Linked DNA regions of Mus musculus: all the other regions are linked to region 2. A link is a contact called in public promoter capture Hi-C data. All regions are on one chromosome and are shown on one strand. Each heading gives the region's core, a stretch centred on a gene start, on an enhancer-like site or on the middle of the called end of the contact. The rest is flanking DNA. Distances are from core to core; before and after follow the strand shown. Region 1 overlaps Myh10 (myosin, heavy polypeptide 10, non-muscle). Region 2 holds the start of Cfap52 (cilia and flagella associated protein 52). Region 3 holds the start of Rpl26 (ribosomal protein L26).

Evidence for each region. Promoter capture Hi-C pulls out the DNA fragments that hold promoters and counts their contacts.
Region 1: a contact with region 2 is called in a promoter capture Hi-C map of embryonic stem cells, with 2.9 times the contacts expected there. The contact joins the enhancer-like site here to the promoter of Cfap52 in region 2. A contact is called at or near these places in 9 of 39 promoter capture datasets (the 3T3-L1 cell line, 3T3-L1-derived adipocytes, cranial neural crest and 5 more), 4 of 484 Hi-C or Micro-C datasets (cortical neurons, palatal mesenchyme and stem cell-derived neural progenitor cells), 1 of 115 datasets of contacts at active chromatin or transcription factors (astrocytes) and 1 of 9 other capture datasets (embryonic stem cells).
Region 3: a promoter capture Hi-C map of second pharyngeal arch cranial neural crest shows a contact between it and region 2. The contact joins the promoter of Rpl26 here to the promoter of Cfap52 in region 2. A contact is called at or near these places in 4 of 39 promoter capture datasets (the 3T3-L1 cell line, hippocampal neurons and second pharyngeal arch cranial neural crest).

The regions. Positions count from the first base shown.
Region 1 is chr11:68,809,981-68,813,757 of GRCm38.p6, forward strand. Myh10 (myosin, heavy polypeptide 10, non-muscle) reads left to right here. Exons shown (of 41, transcript NM_175260.2): 36 at 180-268; 37 at 1,621-1,744; 38 at 1,817-2,025; 39 at 2,989-3,097. Among named protein-coding and RNA genes, the nearest start is that of Ndel1, 41 kb to the right of the region's middle. Within about 2 kb of position 2,326, at least 10 of the 459 cell types and tissues checked have an H3K27ac peak or open chromatin away from gene starts, as enhancers often do. A contact at or near this core is called in embryonic stem cells, where this site is marked.
Region 2 is chr11:67,964,023-67,967,619 of GRCm38.p6, forward strand. It overlaps Cfap52 (cilia and flagella associated protein 52), which reads right to left and starts at 1,620. Exons shown (of 14, transcript NM_027963.2): 1 at 1,500-1,620. The coding sequence starts at 1,569. It overlaps Stx8 (syntaxin 8), which reads left to right and starts at 2,436. Exons shown (of 8, transcript NM_018768.3): 1 at 2,436-2,495. The coding sequence starts at 2,479.
Region 3 is chr11:68,899,155-68,903,095 of GRCm38.p6, forward strand. Rpl26 (ribosomal protein L26) reads left to right here and starts at 2,412. Exons shown (of 4, transcript NM_009080.2): 1 at 2,412-2,470; 2 at 3,116-3,288. The coding sequence starts at 3,121.

The DNA.
Region 1 (3,777 bases), core at 1,076-3,575, 850 kb after region 2:
AGGATGGTGGGATACAGCCACTGCACACCAGTGACAGTGAAGCGCTTCCTTGGTGGCCTTTGTTTACTGGGCCTGTAGCACATCTGGCCTCCTTCCTTATAGAGACTGCTGCTTGGTTGTGTGGAAAGCATGAGGGGACTGACCATGGCCAGAGCCTAACTCAGTTTAAACTCATTCAGGAGCTGGCCTCATCCGAGCGAGCCCGCCGACACGCAGAGCAGGAGCGAGACGAGCTGGCTGATGAGATCGCCAACAGCGCCTCTGGAAAGTGAGTCTTCCTCGACAGCAGGCAAATGGGAGGGGTGGCGTGGAAGCGCTAGCATTCGGCCTACCCTGTGCACAGGCTAGGCACAGTCACCTGACATCGCAGAGTAAGTGGGCTTGCTCATCTCTTCAGGTCTAAAAGGATGACAAGAAGTCTGGGCATCCTCAGCCACTGCCTGTCACACATAGGGCCACACACTCATATGCCCATGCACACACATGCGTGTACACCTGTGGCGGTAGGTGCCACTGGCCTTACAGAGTGCACATCCACAGACTGCCTGAAAGCCTTTGGAACAAGAGATAGAACTCTTAGTTCCTCCAGCACCATGGCTGCCTAGATGCTGCCATAGTGCCCTCCATAATGATAATAGACTGAACGTGTAAGCAAGCCTCAATTAAATATTGTCTTTTATAAGAGTTGCGGTGTTCATGGTGTCTCTTCATAACAATGAAACCTTAACTAAAACACCATAACATGTATGCCAATATTGCATCCTTGAGTATACCTTGATGTACTGGCCATTACCATAGCTCATGGGGCCCACAGATGGATAAGACTGTTGATAACTTTCCTCCTCTCAGGATCCTAAATTAGCCCCTTCTGTTACTATGAATGTTTTCCAGCAAGGAAAAAGCTTCCTTGTCAGTACCAATTTGATTTCTCCATGTTGTCATGTATAGGGTTTACCATAAAGTTACTATAGGAAATGTAAAGTGGCAATCAATAGTTGTTTTTGTTTGGATAGTTGCCAAGACACCACTGACCAAACCTGGCACCTGAGGGCCTCCCTTTCAGACTTGGCTTGGCTAGTAGCTTCCTTACAATCTTCCTTGGAGTTTCTTGGTTTTGTTTTTGTTTGGGGGTTTGTTTGTTTGTTTGTTTTTTTCTTTTTTCTTTTTTTTTTTTTTGGTTTTTCGAGACAGGGTTTCTCTGTATAGCCCTGGCTGTCCTGGAACTCACTCTGTAGACCAGGGTGGCCTCGAACTCAGAAATCCGCCTGCCTCTGCCTCCCAAGTGCTGGGATTAAAGGCGTGCGCCACCACGCCCGGCTTGGTTTGTTTGTTTTTAATGATTTCTTTTGACCAATTAAGTTGCTTTCTCCTTGGGAGTGCTAGGACATTAGAGTTCATCCAAGATCTTGGCCAAATTCTAGAGGCAGAGTTAAGCAGCAGAGAGGTCACCACAGTGGTTCAGAGGACAGTGCAGGACCAGGAAGGCAGATTTGGGAAGGAAAGAGAACTGTCTGAGGGTGGGGCTTACCCACAGATCAGGGATAAATGCAGGGACTAATCGGGAGTCACACTCACAGTTCTCATCCTATGCTCTGTGCTCGGCCCCTTCCTCGAGCTTAGGTCTGCGCTGTTGGATGAGAAGCGGCGCCTGGAAGCGCGGATCGCACAGCTGGAAGAGGAGCTGGAGGAGGAGCAGAGCAACATGGAGCTGCTCAATGACCGCTTCCGCAAGACCACGCTGCAGGTGCCATGCGGCCGGCCCTGGGGGCAGCAGCATTGCCCCTGCACAGGTTATCTGACCTCCCTCCTCTTGTAGGTGGACACACTGAACACAGAGCTGGCAGCAGAGCGCAGCGCTGCCCAGAAGAGTGACAATGCCCGCCAGCAGCTGGAGCGACAAAACAAGGAGCTGAAGGCCAAGCTGCAGGAGCTGGAGGGGGCAGTCAAGTCCAAGTTCAAGGCTACCATCTCAGCCCTGGAAGCCAAGATTGGGCAGCTGGAGGAGCAGCTTGAGCAGGAAGCCAAGTAAGATGTTGTGGGCCATCTCATGACCCAGAAGTAGCCTCGCCCATAGGAACACCCAGTGCAAGGGAATGTGGGAATGCAGGGTGTGTGACCTGCACAGGAGCTAGAAGGTTCTGAGAGCAGTGAGAGCCGTGCCTAAGGAGGGGCTGGGGCTCTGCCTGGCCCTGCTGGAAGTCCTCATGCTGCCCCATGACTTCCTAGCACCAGCATCTTTATGGATTCACTGCAGACTTCTGATGGTTGCACCCTGTGAGGTGCTCATTTGCAGTATTTCTCAAAAGCATTCTCCCCCAGGCAGTTTCCATCACACCAAATGAATCAAAGCACTGCATGGGATGGAATGAGCAGGCGGCTGCAGCAGGTGGTAGCACTCCTACCCACCTCGTTGGGGAGGATGGGACCGGAAATGCAGCCCCGGTGCTACATCCCTAGCCCTCCCCCCACTCGGCCTGAAGTGTCTCCAGCAAGGCACGGCAATGAAGCTTTCACTAGCAAGGTTTAAGTCGCCTTACCTGACTCCACCAGACCCAGATCCAGCTAGGAAGGAACAGTTCCTGTCTGCAGGGACTCTCCGTGTTCATCTCCTCTAACCAGGCGCAGTCCCAGGCCAGAGAGTGGTGGTTATTTCACTGTTCCCCAGTGGGTAGGGTTTGCTGCTTCCATTGGCTGTAAACTCTTCATCTGAGACAGTCACTCCATAGACTAGGTGTTTGTTATGTGATAACCATGTCTGTTCCCTATGACTGGCATGTGTATGTGGCATATGTCACTCACTGTGTGCACAGAAACAAGGCAGTGCTGCCACTGAGGACACGGAAAGGCAGTCCCTGCGTCAGGCTTCTGGGAGGTCTGAAGGCCGTTCCAGTAGGTGTCATTTTCTAAAGAAAAACAACTCCAAAAATACTTCCCCGCTTAAAATATAATTAATTTCAAGTTTTAAAACTACTTTGGTCACTTTGTCAGGGAGCGAGCAGCTGCCAACAAACTAGTCCGTCGAACAGAGAAGAAACTGAAAGAAATCTTCATGCAGGTTGAAGACGAGCGTCGGCATGCGGATCAGTATAAGGAGCAGGTAGGAAAAGCCAGGCGGGTGAAGGTCACCACTCCAGGAGTGTTTAAGCAGGCAATCAGAGTTAAGGACACTCTTGGAAACTCTTAATTACGGCATTTCAACCCAGGCAGCAGCCTGTGTTCCCCCAGTTCCAATGGGGAGAGCGAGTCAGTGACACTTTGAGGTGTGAGCCCTGGGCTGAGTTTTAAAGTTACATTCAGCTTCCTCCACTCCACCGTGTCGCAGGCAAAGAGGCTTCTTCCAGTCCCCTCCTGTGCCTGGATTAATAGTTCTTGGGTACGGTGAGCATCGGGGACTGGTCAGAGGGAATTTGGGAAATGGTAAACAGCAGCAGAAAGCAGGGATTGTGAAGGGCGTCTGCCCTCATGCACAAACCCTAATCCCAGAGGCTCGGTATTGAAGGGCTCGCTCCAACACTCCTGGGATCCCAGTAGAGCATCGGGATCAAGACCACCTCAGGGCCTTCGCTTCCCTACTTGCCAGGCAAGTGACAACTGCACCCAATGAGGCAGTAGCCAGTCCCTGCAAGTTTAGGAGCAAAGGAGCCACAGTCAGATTCTGGGTGGTTTGGTTTGGTTTGGGTTTTTTTTTGGTTTTGTTTTTCGAGACAGGGTTTCTCTGTGCAGTTTCTCTGTGCAGTCCTGGCTGTCCTGGCACTCACTCTGTAGACCAGGCTGGCC
Region 2 (3,597 bases), core at 370-2,869:
CCTGGATCTTCACTCTCCATTTCTCAGCCCCCCCCCTTTTCTGGCCATTTGCAATGATCTGCACCCCAATCCTTAGCCTCTGGTTAAAGACTATTTAAATTCAAAAAGAGTCTTTTCACAATAAAAAAAATCAGTCTTTTCTTGGCTTCTTTCAATAAATAACTTTTTCCCACGGGCTCGGGAGAAGTCTAGGCAAGAGTGTACACAACTCTTGCAGAGGACCTGACCTCACTTCCTAGGACATACCACCTGTAACTTCACTGCCACCAGATCTGGCGCCCTCTCCTGGTCTTCACGAGCACCTGCACTTACATGTCCATTCCTCCACCCCATACACATAATTAAAAATAAAACAAGGAGCCCGAGAGTTGGCTCAGCAGTTAAGAACCCTGGCTTCTTTCCCAATGGACCCAGCTTTCATTCCTAGCACTCACATGGGACTCACGTCTGTCTGTAACTCTAGTCCTGGGGGATCTGATGCTCTTTTCCGGCCTCCTTGGGCACTGGTTCACAGATATGCGCTCTGAGCAAAACACCCACGCAGGTTTTTTTGTTTGTTTGTTTTTTTTTTTAAGCAACCCTTTTCCCAAACTTTGATACACTTTAAGATTCTTTCCTTACTGTGTTAGCAAAAATTCAGTTACAGGCTAGAGAGATGCCTCCGTGGTTAAGAGCATGGGCTGTTCCTCCGAAGGACCAGGGTTCAATCTCAGCATCCATATGGCAGGGCAAAATACTAATGCACATAAAGTAAATTACTTAAAAAAAAATCAATCACAGATCTTGTGTGTCTTTGCACTGACCGGCTCACCAGAATATTTTTTTGCAGTTCTCCAGGGATCACTTCTTATCGGTAATATTTGTCCATCTCTACAGACAGTGTTGGCTCAGATACAGAAAACGCTGGCTTTCAATTAAAGCAGCACAGAGCAACGAAGACTCAAGAGTTAATGCCAGGAGCGCTTAAACCTTTATTTACTCTGTAATCGTTCCGCACCGCATCCTTTCAACGGTAAAGCTTTCAGGCACTACATTCGTTTTAAAAAATCAATTTTCCCCCTAAAATTTAACTCCTTGCCTTTTCGCTACACGCCAAACACGACCCCCAATCACAGCATTTCTCTCTCAATATTTACCACGACAGTCACAAATAAAGTGTGAGCACCACAAGAAGGCCCCTCCAGAATTAAAAAGGTTTCTCCCTTAATGTCCTACTTCCCTTCTATCCTGGTCTTAAACCTTTGAGTTCTTACTTTGGGAAAGACCCTTATTCATACTCCTACCGAGTTAGGCTCATTTGGTCTCTGGAGGAGCTTTATCTGAGCTCTTACACCCATGCCAGTTCCTGAGGCTCAGGAATGAGGCCCAGATCTGCCACCATCCTGGGGCGGGTGGTGCCTGGCCACACTCTTGCCGCTATTCCCACTGCCTCTCAGGCGCTACCAGGTCAGCGTCTCACTGTCCCTGAGGCATCAAATCATGGTTGCTCAAGGTCTCACCATTGAAGCCGATCACAGCCTGAAGCTCCAGTTCTGCTACATCCAGCTCGGGTAAAACTTGTTCTTCCATCCTGGAGAGTTTCAGCTCATTGATTCTTCAACTCCAGGGTGCAGCGTCTCCTGGTCGTCATGGTAACTGGCGCACGCATGCGTGCTAGGTTCATGCAGGAGCAGAAACCCAGCCCACTGTGTTTGAGTTGATTTCCCCTCTTGCAAATGTTGGGAGGACTTCCTTAGTATGTATTTTATCCATTCTGGAAATGTAGGTGGTAGGTTGACGCTAAGTGCACAAGGTAAATTTCCTCCTCTCCCGTGTACAGGTCTGTGACTTTTTAAAAACTATACAATTAAGCCCCTCGTGATGATTATTAAAAATAATTGAACACAGAATAATTGAGCACAGAGAATTGCCTATGATGAATAGGTTGCTATAAAAAACATGGCATTGATACTTCTTTTTAAAAGAAAAATTTAAAAAAATCACTAAAAACGTTTTAGTACAGTATGCAACTATTTTTATGTATGTATGTATGTATGTATGTATTCATGCATGTATGGTACATATGTTGCCTGTATGTATATTTCCTGCCTCAGCCATCCAAGTGCTGGAATTCCAGGCTTGAGTTATCACACCCAGCTTGTCTTGCTGTTTTGAATTAAGAAGAAAAATACAGAGAGCCGGGGTTGACGCGTTTCCATTCCCTGGGAAAATGTTTTGATTCTGCTCAACAATTTAACTATTTTTCTTGCGTCCAGCAATTCATGTGAATTAACAAAAATAGATTCTTGCTACCCACTCCCTTAGGGGTGCGCTCTGGGTAGCGGGGACGTCGTTCTGAGGTCAATTAAAACAGGTTTCACTTTGCAAACTCTGGGCTCGGGTCGCGCACTCTCCGAACTGCGGGGAATGAGCCGCACGGGCCGCCGTAGTCAGCTGCTACGAGCAGGAAGTGTCCCAGCTGCGGGCGGAGACTGCACCATGGCCCCGGACCCCTGGTGAGTTGCCGGTGATGGCAGCAGAGTATGGGGATTAACTTGGGGGTGGAACTGGCTTCCAGGGACTGGCAGAGACCCTGCCCATCTTTGAGCTTGAGGCTGGCGGCCTTAGGGATGAAGATCAGCGAGAATCCTCCCCCTGTTGAGGGGACTCAGCCACGTACTGCCTACTCGGTGCTAACTCTGTGGTCCTAGGGTAGGCTATGACCTGGGGGAGCTGGGACTTGAGCAATCGAATATTTGCCCCCCTTTTCTGGGGCTTCTTGCCCATCATGCTTGTGGCTGACTGCATGCATAGACTTCCCCAGGCTCCTGTAAAAGTGAGGTCAAAATAACCTTTTGGTGGGGTATCCCTTCACCCAGTAATCCCCAGAAAGGTTATAAACTGAAGTTCACACTCCATGGTCACCAGTTAGTAGCTAGTTGGGCACGGGTGCTATGGGCTTTTCACAGAAAACTTGTAGGACATTGGGAGGGGAAATTTTGCACTTTTCCTGCATCAGTAGCATGAAGACTTATGTCAGCACGAAGTAGGAAGTGCCTGATAAGGTCCATTTATTCAGCAAAGAGACCCCAAGGAGAGAATGATGAAAAACATCTTTGTACAAGGAACAAATTGCTATAAAGTCCTGACCTTCCTGATGAATAATTTATAACACTGCATTCCTATAAAGTTTGTGTTGGAGAATATGCCTTATGGTGGTGTTTCCGGTACAATTTGTAGTTGTTTGATGGCAGATAAATTTGAATATTAAGAGAGTGGATCCCAAGGTCAGAATTAGAGTTATCTGGGATCTAGGCTATTTGGGCCAGTTGCTGAATTGTTTGTTGTTGGTTTGTTTTTCAGTGTCTCGGGGAGCCCAAGTTGATCTTGAATCCCTGACCCTTTTGCTTCAGTCTCCAAAATGGTGGCTCTGCTACCAAGCCCAGCCAAGTGCTGAATTTTGTCCTAAAGTTTTAACTATTGTATACACCCCTGGTAGAAAATTGAGAGACTGCTGAGTATCTGAAGGGAGTAAAAAGCACCCCTATCCCTCGGAAGCAATCAGTGCTCACCTTTTTTTCCAATGCATTTATTGTTTGGATCTATATCCTGCTTGTA
Region 3 (3,941 bases), core at 1,162-3,661, 940 kb after region 2:
CTTTCCCTGAAAGTAAGCTGATGAGTCTGAAAGGAGGAAGAAAAGCACAGAGGGCAGGAGGCATGGGCAGCTCCTATCGCCCTGTGACCTCTGGGCTTCCCTCTAAATGGCACAGAACTTAGTTCCCGGAAAATGCCACTTGCCTGTCCTCAAGCTACCCCACTGCCTCGAGGAGCTAAGTGTAACATTCTTCAAACCTCACCCAAGGGTGACCTACCTCACTGCACACACCTCCCTGACCCCAAAGCTAAAGACAGCGGGTTCAAGCTTCCTGTGATCCCAAATTGCTGCTTCCCGTGCCTGTCTCCCCTCTTGGACCATGACTTCCTGCAAGCACAAACCGGGAATTATTTTGTCACCCCGGTATTCTAGGCTAGCTTATGAAGGACACACCACAAGCATTTATTGAATAGAACTGCTGCAGGTTTTATTCAATTTTTCCTTTTCTTTATCTTTTCTTTCTTTCTTTTTTTGTCTTGGTTTTGTTCTTGTTTTTCAAGACAGGGTTTCTCTGTGTAGCCCCGACTGTCCTGAAACTCACTCTGTAGACCAGACTGGCCTCAAACTCAGAGACCACCCCCCTTCCTCTGCCTCCCAAACGTTGGAATTAAAGGTGTGCACCAGCAAACCCAGCTTTCAATTTTTCAGTGACATATAAAATTGGGGCTCTTTCTCTTACAGAATATTTGACAACACACTATTTTAAAATCATGAATACTGATGACTCTATTTTGAACCCTCAAAGGTATGATTTCTCGCTCTTCAACTTGACAGTTTGTAGGAACTGTCATATCGAGTTTCCCAAGACAGGATTTCTCTGTGTAGCTCTGATATCGAGTCATATCGTTTCTAGGGGGACCCGGAGAGCCAGCCTCATAGGTTCTAAACTTCTCTAGAAGTCATAGGTCCTGTGTCCCTTTGCACCTTCCTGTCACTGCTCCGTACCTCAGTTATCCACTCTGTAAACTGAGGACAGTACACCTGCATCAGCCTAAAGACGTTAGTGATGTGAAAGGGTATAGAAGAGTGTGTCCTGCCTAGTGTTCCGTAAGCTCCCTGTATCTTAAGACAGTATGTGCCTCCTGTTAGCATGACGGCTATATTATCTACAGAAACCGATGCCTCCGAACCCATTTGCAGAGAATCGGATCCCCTTGACCTACCTCCATCAGATCTGGAACCGAGAACTCTCAGGAGGGGGTTGAGGTCATAGTTTTAAAGGGTACACCTGTCTGCGATGAGAGTGTCCCCCCACCCCGTGTCTCTTTCTTTTCTTTCTTCCTTTCTTTCTTTCTTTCTTTCTTTCTCTCTCTCTCTCTTTCTCTCTTTCTCTCTTTCTTTCTCTCTCTCTCTCTCTTTCTCTCTTTCTCTCTTTCTCTCTTTCTTTCTTTCTTTCTTTCTTTCTTCCGTTCTTTCTTTCTTCCGTTCTTTTTCTCTTTTCATGTTTTCAGTTTTTCGAGACAGGGTTTCTCTGTGTAGCCTTGGCTGTCCTGGAACTCACTCTGTAGACCAGGCTGGCCTCGAACTCAGATATCCGCCTGCCTCGCCTCCCAAGTACTGAGATTAAAGGCAGGCGCCACCAATGCCGGCTTTTCCTTTTTTTTTTTTTTAAATTGGATATTTTCTTTATTTACATTTCAAATGTTTTCCCCTTTCCAGGTCTCCCCTTCGGAACTCCCCTATCCCATCCCCTCTGTCCTTACCTCCCCCACCCATCCACCCACTCCCGTCTTCCCGCCCTGGCATTCCCCTACACTGGGGCATGGAACACCCTCAGGCCCAAGGGCCGCCCCTCTCACTAATGTCCAACAAGGTCATCCTCTGCCCCGTTTGTGACCGGAGCCTGTAATCTTTTGTTGGTGGTCCAGTCCCCGGGAGCTCCGGGGGATCTGGCCTCGGGTCTGTTTGTTTAAGTGTGATTTGAACCGGCAACTTGGCATCATCAGGGGGCCAAGACCTATTTCCGTCCAGGTGAGGGATGGTCTCAATTTCGCAGAAGGACCCAGAGTAGTCTACCCAGATGTGGGGGCGGCCGGCTGGGGCTAATTATAAGAACTAACTCCTATGGGTCAAGTCACCGAGGTAACCGTCTGGCCAAGGTCCCAGAGCCACTCGGCGCCTAAAAGTAGGTCTTGCGCTTCGCCCGGAGCCCAGGAATGAAAGGGTGAGGTCCCCCAGGTCCTCTCACGCCGGCCTACCGTCCCTAAGCAACCCTCTTCATCCCAGGAGCACTGCCTTCCCCAGAGGACTAAGCCTACCACGCACACCTCCGAGGGATGACGTCAGGACCCCTCGCAGTCCCCCTCCGAGCCGCTAGATGTCGCTAAACTCCCATTCCTAGTTTCTTCTTTTCTCCCAACCTCCTCTCCCCTTTCGCTCCGAGACTCTCGCGAGATCTCGCGGCAACTTACAGAACCGGAAGTCGCGTGTAGTTCTCTTTCCTTTTGCGGCCATCGGTGGATCGCAGCCGGTGAGTTCTCGGCGGGTTGTCGCTGGTAATCCGCAGCCATCCGCGGCGAGGCGAGGAGGCTTTTCTGTCCCGAGGCCCCGAGACGGCCTTGCTGGCCCGGCATCAGCCAGGGAGCCGAACTGGGGCGGGCTCGGTCCGTGTCTTTCCTAGCCAGGGCCCGCGGGGCTGGAGAGGGTTAAGGGGACCAGGTTCGTGGACTCGAAGGCCGGCGGGGCCCATGGAGATGGAGTTAAATAATCATAAGCCCCGGGTCAGCCGTGCGGTTGCCCTCTCGCCAGTTGGGAGGGCTTGGAGATCCGCCCTTGCTTCCATGCTCAAGTGGGGGGCAAAATGCAGAGCACCAGAAGCGGTAAATGAGAAGGTAAAGACCGACGCTGTGTAGGACCCTCCCGGGATGCTGAAGTTGGAAAGTCAAGTTTAAAAGTAGGATAGGTGTTACTAATGGCAGAGTCTTCATCTTGTTTTCAGTCTTTAAAGACGAAAAAACCCTCAGATGGGAAGGTCTGGAGTAACCGAGCATGATACCTTCCAGTGAACGTTGTGTGCTTTCAGAGTGGAGTTGATGCTGTTTAGGGAACTGGTTGAGACTTGAAACGTTAAAGGGTCTTCTGGTTTTTGTTTTTGTTTTTTTTGTTTGTTTTTAAGCCAAAATGAAGTTCAATCCCTTCGTGACTTCTGACCGAAGCAAGAACCGCAAACGGCATTTCAATGCGCCCTCTCACATTCGGAGGAAGATCATGTCTTCCCCTCTTTCCAAAGAGCTGAGACAGAAGTATAACGTTCGGTCTATGCCCATTCGGAAGGATGACGAAGTTCAGGTATGTGTCCTTGCTTGGCGAGGCGAAGCTGAATGGAATTTTACGATTATTTGGGGGGCGCGGGGGGGGGTGAGAAAACCTGCATTTGATGTATGAAAGGGTTGCTTTGCATCAAAAGAACTGGAAAGCAGTGTGCTTTTTGGTCCTGCCTCAGCGGTTTGCTAATGTCTTTGTGTGGGGTTCTATTAGCTCTATTGGGGAGAGATTATCTGTAGCTGTAATTTATAGCTAGTGATTGGTAAGTTCTGGAAGTCTTTAAAAGAACGCAGGGTGGGTTTCTTTGTGTAGGTAGCCCTTGGCTGACCTGGAAAAGAGATAAGATAGAGCCCTAGGATAAAGGGTGTGCACTTCGAGACTGGCACATCTTAACACTTTTTAAGAATACTTAATAAAATGAAACACTTCTTTGGGAGGATCGACATGGGTTGAAAACAGCTATAGGATGGCAACAGTCTTGATTTGTCTGTTATTTAGAAAGCCTTTCTTTGCTATAGGTGATTGGCCTGGTTTGTTTCCAGTCTGTGAAGATGAAAAGGTTGGGGATTTAGCTCACTGTTCACATAGTGCTTACCTTGTATATACAGGTCCTGGATTTGAGTCCCAGTAACCCCATTCCCACCCCAAAAAGGGGACGTGTGGGTCTGCTGGAGGTG